Regions from separate parts of the Mus musculus genome. Here all the other regions are linked to region 3. Evidence: chromatin contacts called from public HiCAR-type and promoter capture Hi-C data. All regions are on one chromosome and are shown on one strand. Each heading gives the region's core, a stretch centred on a gene start, on an enhancer-like site or on the middle of the called end of the contact. The rest is flanking DNA. Distances are from core to core; before and after follow the strand shown. Region 1 holds the start of Pop1 (processing of precursor 1, ribonuclease P/MRP family, (S. cerevisiae)). Region 2 holds the start of Tspyl5 (testis-specific protein, Y-encoded-like 5). Region 3 holds the start of Cct5 (chaperonin containing Tcp1, subunit 5 (epsilon)).

Region 1 (3,229 bases), core at 410-2,909, 2.9 Mb before region 3:
CATGTAGCTGAATGTGAGGTGATGAAAAATCTAGCAAGAACAATTCAGAAGTCAAATGTGTAATGAATCCAAAGTGTTTCTGGCAGTGCTCTACCTAGACGTCACTACAGCCACAGTTCAGCAGTGACATCCCATGCTTACACACCATACAACACCAACAAATACTGCCTGAAACAGCTCAGCCAAGATCCCAGGCAAGTTATGAACCCAGTGTTCTTACTGTACATACAGGTTTATGCTCTTAAGAAACAATGTTATACAGGCTGGTGAGATGGCTCAGAGGCTAAGAGCACTGGCTGCTCTTCCAGAGGTCATGAGTTCAATTCCCAGCAACCACGTGGTGGCTCACAAAACATCTATAGGGGGATCTGATATCCTCTTCAGGCAGGCAGATATATATGCAGCAGAGCACTCGTACATTAAATAAAGAAAAAGAAAAAAAAGGAAACAATGATATAAAAACAGGCCTAAATTTCTCTTTAAATTGTTCTCATGCCGCACGTCTTTGGATTGTGCTGGGCTGCATTGTTTGATTTAAAAAACTAGTTTGAAATTGAGTTGCTGGGTTAAATTTTATATTTTTTAAATCATTAATTTGGATTTGGGATTGAGATAGACTTTTCCAACAACTGGCCCTAATTATAGTTCCGACTGTACTACATATTTAGGCAAAATAGCATCTCATCACTGACTATTATAAAAATCAAACAACAAATCAGCTCTAAAAAAAAAAAAAAAAAGCCGGGCGTGGGGGCCCACGCTTTTAATCCCAGCACTCGGGAGGCAGAGGCAGGTAGATTTCTGAGTTCGAGGCCAGCCTGGTCTACAAAGTGATTTCCAGGACAGCCAGGGCTATCCAGAGAAACCCTCTCAAAAAACAAACAAACAAAAACAAAACAAACAAACAAACAAACAAAACCACTTTAGATGCTTTATGTCTTGCAGTATCAAATACTCTACCAAAACTCGTATTTATGAAAAAATAAACATACACACATCTATTTAGAGAGTAAAAATTAGTTTTTATCTTTCTCAAAAGGCAAAATTATACCAGCTACACTAAAGAATTGTTTTAAATATACTTCCTTATGATATATTATCAGTTACTAATTAGTACATCTTCTTATCTACCCAGGTTCGTTAGTGAGAAAGCTGAAGTCGTGAGCTAGGAGAAGATGACTCGCCTCCGGAAAGCAGACCCCGGTCTGCTCAAATCTTGAGGCGATCATGCATAGAAAGGAAGCACGGGATGGCGAAAGGCAGACAACCCACACCTCTGCTTGGTTCCCCGGAATGACCCATCCCTGTCCTTTACGGTACCCAGAAAGGGATACAAGCGCATTCCCAGAGGGGATTCCGCCTGGCAGGGCAACGATAAGCATAAAAACGAGCACAGGAGCCTGAGGCTCTGGACTGCAAGAGGGCCCGCCCGGGCAGCATGGACCTCCCCAAGTGAAAAGCGCCGCAAGCCGAAGCCGCCACTGTGGGCAAGCCCCCACGCGAGGCCCCCGCGAGCTGGCGGCCCCGGCTAAGCATTAGTGCCTCACCACCAACCTGCCAAAAGTTCCGAGGGCTTCGCCGGTAAGAATGACAAGGTTCTGAGATCCCTAGAAGCTCCCACCACAGAGGGTGAGCGAGCGGGCTGAGGGCGCGTGCGCAGCACGGCTTCTTCCTCCACGTGTCCCGGAGTCGCTTGTAAACTACAATTCCCATCGGGCCGTGCGAATTCGCACGGGGCTGTCCCTGAACTAAAACTCTTTTGCCTAGGGCTGTCTGGTCAGTGGACAAGAGTGGGTGTAGTTACTTACCATCGTTTCTTCTTCTGGAGGGTCTTCAAGAGGGAAGGATTAGCATGTCGTCCATAATCAGAAAGGTGATCAGCACCACAAAAGCCCCGGCGGCCATTGGTCCCTACAGGTAATGTTTTTTACTGTAGCTCTGAAGGACCAGGTAGGTGCAGTGTTGCAAGTTTGGAGCTTTGGCCCCTGCTGGTCCGAGCAAAAGAGAGTCTTAGAACGCGCGAAGAAACTAAGTTCAGAAAGAGTACAGTGTATCCAAATCCCTCAGAGAATGGGGGAGCCCTGGTGCTACCAGAAACTTGCACTCCTAAGATCTTGCCCCCATCTGGAGCTGCCGGGGCCCCGAAGGCGAGCTTGCTACATGCTTTCTCTGGTTAGAAGTGGCATCACCCCAACCCCCTTGCCTTTCGTCTTGGTGGCTTCTAGTTTTGGTTTTTGTAACAATTTTATTAAGATAGAATAAACAACCCATAGAATTCTCATTCTGTTAGTGGGTTCAATTCAGTGGCTTTTACTATGCCCAAAAGTTGTGTAGCCATCATCACTTTCTATTCTCAAAACATTTACATCCAACCTAAAATAAGGTTTATACCATTAGCATTTATTCCACATGGCATCTTTCCCCAGCTCCTTACAACCACCCATTTATTTCCTCTCCATCACTATAGGGTTTATCTGTTAAAGACGTTTGCTATAAAAAGTATAATACACTGTTTGGTCCTCTGTGACAGGCTTCTTTTACTAGCATGAAGTTTGATCTAACCCTTTCTTAATTTACAAGATATGCTTGTCTCATTTGGACAGTACTCAGCAAATACCTGTATGTCTATCCTAGTCTCTGGCTTCTATAACGTGTAGGAATGCAATGATGCTTATGAATGGTTTATCCATGCCTATTTACCACTAATATCAAATGCAAGTAACACCAAAGGTGATCTTCTGAGATTATCCTATATACTAGAGCTAACCATATATGTACTGGAAAAATAAAAACTACCCTTTGGCATTTATCTCTGCTTACCAGAAGTGCTTTTAAATAGAAATGGTACTTTCTTTTCACTTCCTTCTGTGGGTGCTATGAAGGACAGACTAACTTTGTAGCTCAGACTAACCTAGAACCTGCTGTTCTCCTGTTTGAGCATTCCTAGTGCTGACGTGAAGACCAGCACACTTAACTTAAAACCTTGTTCCTCAAAATACCTCAGCTTTAAAAATCACTGTATTGTATCTTATATAACTTTCTCCTCTCTAACTTCTAAGTCTTCACTAAAACGTATCTAGAGCCAATTCCTTTTGAAAAAGTCATTTCTGACACAGTGTCTCTTTGCTGTCAATCAAAACTGAAGATTTTCTTCGGCTGCAACATTAGTACTGTAGAAGATGTGTAGTGCATGCCAAGTATTTAGCTGATTCAAAAATGTGTAAGAAGT
Region 2 (3,021 bases), core at 339-2,838, 2.1 Mb before region 3:
AGGGACTAAACCACCAACCAAAGAGTATACATGGACAGACCCATGGCTCCAGCTGCATATGTAGCCGAGGATGGCCCTGTGGCATATCAATGGGAAGAGAGACCCTTGGTCCTGTGAAAATTCAATGCCCCAGTGTAGGGAAGAATTCAATGCCAGAATAGGGAAGCAGGAGTGGGTGGGCTGGTAAGCAGGTGGGTAGGAGGGATGGGATAGGGGGAAACAAGGAAAGGGTATAACATTTTAAATGTAAATAAAGAAAATATCTAAAATAAATAAAAATAAAAGCTGGCCGAGAGCTTGTTAACATTTAGTTGCTGATCTAGTAGTTCTTGTGCACCTTGAGCAAGCTTCCATATCCTGCCCAACGGCTAGGCTTACTTCTCTGTTTTTCACTGCAAGGGTGTTGTGGTGTTTGAACCTGGAAGATCCACTCAGAAAGTTTCTCTTCACATTTGTCATGCATTCCCTCAGTACTCATGGTGCTGTAGCCCTGCTATAGGATATGAGGTTTCTTTAGGAGTGCCAGACAGGTTTTCTGGCTGATTCTCTGTAGGCTATGAAAAATTTCTAGGGCTCCCTCCCTCACTACTCCTGTAAACCCTCTGTCTCAAAAATCTCACCTGGAAATCCTTCTCTACTCCTAGAATGGTATTTTTATTCTATGTGTGTCCTATCCCAATTACAGGAGCTTGGACTCAGGCCTGTTATTTCTGGCTCTGGACTGGGATTCACAGCGTTACTCTGTGTAGACCTGAGGCAGCTGGAGGATTTGTGCCTAGGCAAGGAGTTTGGAATTTGTTAACATGCTGAACAGCTTAGGAGTCACCATAGCCATTTGCAAAGGGCCAACAGATTATGGTAGCATGGTAACATAATTAGGCCAAGCCTTTTTCTCCTTCGCTGTATAGTCTCCAGAATGTTCCTTAGTATCCCTCTCCTCTCCACCTGCTCTTCCTCCTCCTCACTAAGGACTGAATCCTCCTCCTCACTAAGGACTGAATCCAGGACTTCCCACATGCTGAGTAACTGTTTTATCACTGAGATGTAACTAACACCAGCCCTCAGTTGCCATTTTATCAGGAAACTGGGAACAAGAATACCTCCTTCAAGAACAGAGATAATGTAAAATTAGTATTCAGTAAAATGCCTTGTATGTTACTTTTTTATTCTTTCTAAGTCATTTTACATAAATATTATGGTTCTGGCTTTCACATTCCCTAGAGTTGAATCGTTGGGACAAATCTTACAGTAGAATAATTATGTAATGAGACAGACATGCCGATGACCAATTAATTATGAGAGATGTCACAGAAAATAACAGAAGAGGAAAAATACTTAGAAAATTGATGGAGACGGTAGTGGGTGCCTTTACGATGTCACTGTAGGAGCAATGGCTCTGTCTTATGAACCCCTGGGGACACGCTTGCTATCAATGATAGGAGATGAGTCAGCAACACTACCAAGGCCAAGCACAGGTGGAAACTAACTTTCTAACTGCAAAATAAGACTAAGGGCGTGTAGCATGTGAGGGTGGGCTGGTACGCAGCCGCTGAGCGGAGCCAATCACTGGGTGCAGTGGGTCCTGCCGTGGTGACGTCACGGTTGCCATGGAGAGGCCAGCTTCGTAGAGACCCTGGGCTGGTAGCGGCTTTGAAACCTTGTTCTCTGGCACCATGAGCGGACGGAGTAGGGGTCGAAAGTCTTCCCGCGCCAAAGGCCGGGGCAAAGGCCGGGCCAGAGCCCGGGTCCGGGCCGCTGCGGAAGACGCCTGGCACGACGAAAAGCCACCACAGAGCCCGCGGCTCGGGGAGGACTCCGCGGCCGCGCAGGTGCAGGCCGGCGCAGCTCAAGGAGGCGCCGAACCAGCCGAGCTGCGGGAAGAGGCGGCCTGCCGCCTCCCGCTGGACTGCGGCCTGGCGTTGCGGGCTCGGGCTGCAGACGAGCGCGGGCTGGCGGCCCCTGATCCGGACCTGGAGAGGGCCCGTTCCCTCGCCGAGCGCCTGACCAGCGACACCAGCTTCGTGGGAACCGTGGGAGCCTTGGCGAAGCTGCGACGCGGCTCCCGCATTGGAAATCGGCGAGTCCCCGGGAGGAAGGCCCCAGATACTCGGAGCGCCACGGGGAGGGGACCTCAGGCCACAGTTAGTGGGAAGCCGAAGATGGCCTCTGCGGGGTTGTGCGCCGCTGCTCCAGTGGGGGAGGAAAAAAAGATGACAGAGAAGCATGCTGGGGCAGGGTCTCCCGCGACAGTGGGCAGCATGGATACCCTAGAGACGGTCCAGCTAAAGCTAGAGACCATGAATGCACAGGCTGACAGGGCATATCTCAGGCTTTCACGCAAGTTTGGCCAGTTGCGACTTCACCACTTAGAGCGCCGGAACCTCCTCATCCAGAGCATTCCGGGCTTCTGGGGGCAAGCTTTTCAGAACCATCCCCAGCTGTCAGCTTTTCTGAATACCAAAGATAAGGAGGTATTGAGCTATTTGAACAGACTGGAGGTGGAAGAACTTGGCCTTGCCAGGTTGGGCTACAAAATCAAGTTCTACTTTGGCCGAAACCCCTATTTCCAAAACAAGGTGCTCATTAAGGAATATGGCTGTGGTCCATCCGGTCAAGTGGTGTCTCGTTCAGCTCCAATCCAGTGGCTCCCAGGCCATGATCTACAATCCCTAAGCAAGGAAAACCCAGAAAACAATGGTAGCTTCTTTGGGTGGTTTTCAAATCACAGCTCTATTGAGTCTGACAAGATTGTTGAGATAATTAATGAGGACCTGTGGCCCAATCCTCTACAGTACTACCTGATCAGTGAAGAAGCCCGTGGAGAGAAAGGAAAGGAAGAAAGGCCAGGTCCAGCAAAACTGAGCCCTGCACCTGCAGTGAGGCAGCCCAACTGATCCGACACAGATCTCCCTACCACCTCTTGCTGGACCTGTTAGGCTGACCACGTGGGTTTGGTTGTCTGCCTTCTGTTCATACCATACATGGTAGCCACTTTGGACTTATCTTCAAGAATGTGACATT
Region 3 (2,844 bases), core at 168-2,667:
GGCTTGGCAACAAGCGCCTTTACTTGCCGTGCCATCCTTGAAGTCTTTCTTGAACCTAGCTTGATGTCCACCAACAGTGGAATGGATACAGTGTGGTGTACATACACACAGAGCTTTATTCAACTGTAAACTAATGACTCAGAACCATCATGTTTTCGCTCAGATGCAGAATCTTGTTGTATACAAGTGTGTGTGCTGTGTTGAGAGGGAAGACCAGGAGGAGAGAGGATAATGAGGACAGCTTATAGGTCAATGGCAAGGTACAATTACATATATATATATGAATGAAAATGTCACAATGAAACCTTGTTTGTGTTAACTTTAAAAACCTTGTCCTGACATAATGTCAATCTGTGTCATGTAACAGCACAGACCTGAAAGCTAGCCTACTGTCATACAGGTTATATGCACTCTAATTTTGAGTACCTAATAAAAACAGACAATACGGCAGGGACAGTTTCTGTTCTGTGGGGTACGAGTGGAGAGACTGGAAACTCGTCACAAATAAATCCGAGCTTATAAAATGAATCGTGATTTCTGGCAGACGTACCGTGCAGTTACCCTTACGGGGTATCTTTCTAACAGCAAAACGCTGAGAACAAGAGACTCTGAGCACCAGCCGGTGCTACTTTGTCTCCACCTACAGTACACGCGCGGGGAAGGCCCAGGATCTGTGTAACCTGGGAAGTTAAGGACAAATACTATGTGCTGACGACCAGGCACGTCCAGCAACCTTGTGAAGTAGGCATTATCATTATTATTATTATTATTGTTTTTGTTGCTATTATTTTGTCATTATTGTTGTTGTTATTGCTGTTATTATTGTTATTATTATTATTATTATTATTATCTTTGCAGACAAGAAAACAAAGCTACAGGCTCAATAGCTTCCAAGCAGCAGCTCGTCCACCGCAGGGTGGATTCCAGCCGACCTAGGATCGGGCTGAGCAGTGAGTCTTGTGCACGGAGGTGCGGACAGCAGCCCCCAGCAAGCACTGTGGTAGCCACGACCGGCGCGGGACGGAGAGCACCGCAGCCACGCGCGCCCGATCCCCACAAGCGCCCGCGCCACAGACAACTATATCGCCCGCCGCCAGGCCGGTCAAACCTCACCTACTCGCTCCATCGCGCGTTCCGGGGAGACCGGAAGTGGAATCTACCAACGTCTTAGAGCCCGGGCGGCAATCAAAGAAAAGAAAAATATCTTAAGGAAATAAGCTCCCCGCTGCAACTCTGGATTCAAAAACTTTGAAAACTTAAATCCTTGAATCAGTGACTACATTATGTCTAGTATTAGCATTTGTGTGCTAGACGTCGCCTTCTAAGTTTCGAACACCCCCCCCCTCGGTTCGTGGAAAACGGACGTTCCCAACAGCGGCCGATTCCAGAAGCTACTCTGCGGCGTAAAAAAAGTCACTGTTGAAAAGTAAGTCGCGGGGTCTGCACTGCGCATGCGCGGGATTCTGCGTCCTCTCGCGAGAGGGAGGTGCGGTGTGTCTCTCTTCCCGAGTGGTCCCCGCTGGTTACTGGAGGAGCGCTCGTTCTAGTTCGTCCACCATGGCGTCCGTGGGGACCCTCGCCTTCGATGAGTATGGGCGCCCCTTTCTCATTATCAAGGACCAAGATCGCAAGTCCCGTCTCATGGGGCTTGAGGCCCTCAAGGTAACGGCCCGGAACGCGAAGCCGCGGGATGAAGGGAGTGGGCCGGAGCGCTTGTGCGCCTGCGCTGGCGAGAGAGCAGCTCGGCCATGTGCTGGCCCGAAAGCTCGAGAATCTCCGGTGCCGGGGAGCCCCTTTGGGCTCTAGGGTCACATCCCCGCTCTGGCTGCGGGAGAGGGCGTAGAGGCCTTCGTCCCACGGTGGGGTAGGGAGAGCGATCCGCCGCTTCAGAGCTGGGTGGGGTCGCATCCCCAGCTCACCGGGCGGGCGAGCAGGCCTGCGCCGGTGCATCTGTAACATCTGTAAGTCGCTTGTCCCTTAGAAGCGGGGCTGTCCCGAAAGGGAGAAAACTAGTGAGAAACGTGCACAGGACAGACCGAATGGCTGCTTGTAGGAAAGGGACCGTAAAGTCCCTTGGGCCAGAAAACGCATGGTGGTGACTTTTGGAGTGGAAGGAGAGAGTTTCAGTGGAGCACAGTTGGCCGCAATTGAGGATAGTTTCCTAAAGGGAAACAAAGAAGTTACCCTGAGGGAAGGCAGAGCCGAAGTGTTGAGTCGGAAGGCATGTCTCACAGAAGGAGAGGAATAAGAAAGGCTACCCAAGAGCCGGTGCTAGGCCCCCAGAGGAGAAAGGAGTGACAGTCACTGGTGTTGCCACAAAAAGCTCAGAGGAAGGAGGGAGCCCCATTTTAGGTTGTATTGTGCCAGTCGTGCCTCCAGGTTTGAGGTGCCCTGGTTGACCTGGTGTTAGGGAAATCCCTCGGTGAGTTCTCTATCAAACCGAATTTCTGACAGGTGTTTTGGAGTGGCTGCAGAAGTGGACATAGCAACTGAGGCCTGGTAGATGCTTGGTTCTCTTTGCCTTCAGCTTGTGCGCGTTGTGTGTTGACTTGTGTACTGGCTAGTTTTGTGTCGACTTGTGTACTGGCTGGTTTTCTGTCAACTTGACACAGGATGGAATTATCACAGAGAAAGGAGCTTCAGTTGGGGAAGTACCTCCACGAAATCCAGCTGTGGGGCATTTTCTCAATTAGTGATCAAGGGGGAAAGACCCCTTGTGGGTGGTGCCATCTCTGGGCTGGTAGTCTTGATTCTATAAGAGAGCAGGCTGAGCAAGCCAGGGGAAGCAAGCCAATAAGTAACATCCCTCCATGGCCTCTGCATCAGCTCCTGCTTCCTGACTTG

The links. Promoter capture Hi-C pulls out the DNA fragments that hold promoters and counts their contacts. HiCAR-type assays count read pairs that join an accessible place to other places.
Region 1: a contact with region 3 is called in a HiCAR-type map of astrocytes, with 6 times the contacts expected there. The contact joins the promoter of Pop1 here to the promoter of Cct5 in region 3. A contact is called at or near these places in 1 of 39 promoter capture datasets (pre-B cells), 1 of 484 Hi-C or Micro-C datasets (embryonic stem cells) and 1 of 115 datasets of contacts at active chromatin or transcription factors (astrocytes).
Region 2: a promoter capture Hi-C map of hippocampal neurons shows a contact between it and region 3, with 6 times the contacts expected there. The contact joins the promoter of Tspyl5 here to the promoter of Cct5 in region 3. A contact is called at or near these places in 2 of 39 promoter capture datasets (hippocampal neurons and stem cell-derived epiblast-like cells) and 1 of 115 datasets of contacts at active chromatin or transcription factors (astrocytes).

The regions. Positions count from the first base shown.
Region 1 is chr15:34,493,741-34,496,969 of GRCm38.p6, reverse strand. It overlaps Pop1 (processing of precursor 1, ribonuclease P/MRP family, (S. cerevisiae)), which reads right to left and starts at 1,659. Exons shown (of 16, transcript NM_026340.3): 1 at 1,555-1,659. Rida (reactive intermediate imine deaminase A homolog) reads left to right here and starts at 1,724. Exons shown (of 6, transcript NM_008287.3): 1 at 1,724-1,917. The coding sequence starts at 1,853.
Region 2 is chr15:33,686,450-33,689,470 of GRCm38.p6, reverse strand. Tspyl5 (testis-specific protein, Y-encoded-like 5) reads left to right here and starts at 1,588. Exons shown (of 1, transcript NM_001085421.1): 1 at 1,588-3,021. The coding sequence starts at 1,674. The coding sequence ends at 2,894.
Region 3 is chr15:31,600,419-31,603,262 of GRCm38.p6, reverse strand. It overlaps Cct5 (chaperonin containing Tcp1, subunit 5 (epsilon)), which reads left to right and starts at 1,417. Exons shown (of 11, transcript NM_007637.3): 1 at 1,417-1,662. The coding sequence starts at 1,558. Atpsckmt (ATP synthase C subunit lysine N-methyltransferase) reads right to left here and starts at 1,147. Exons shown (of 5, transcript NM_026546.3): 1 at 1,114-1,147. The coding sequence starts at 1,126.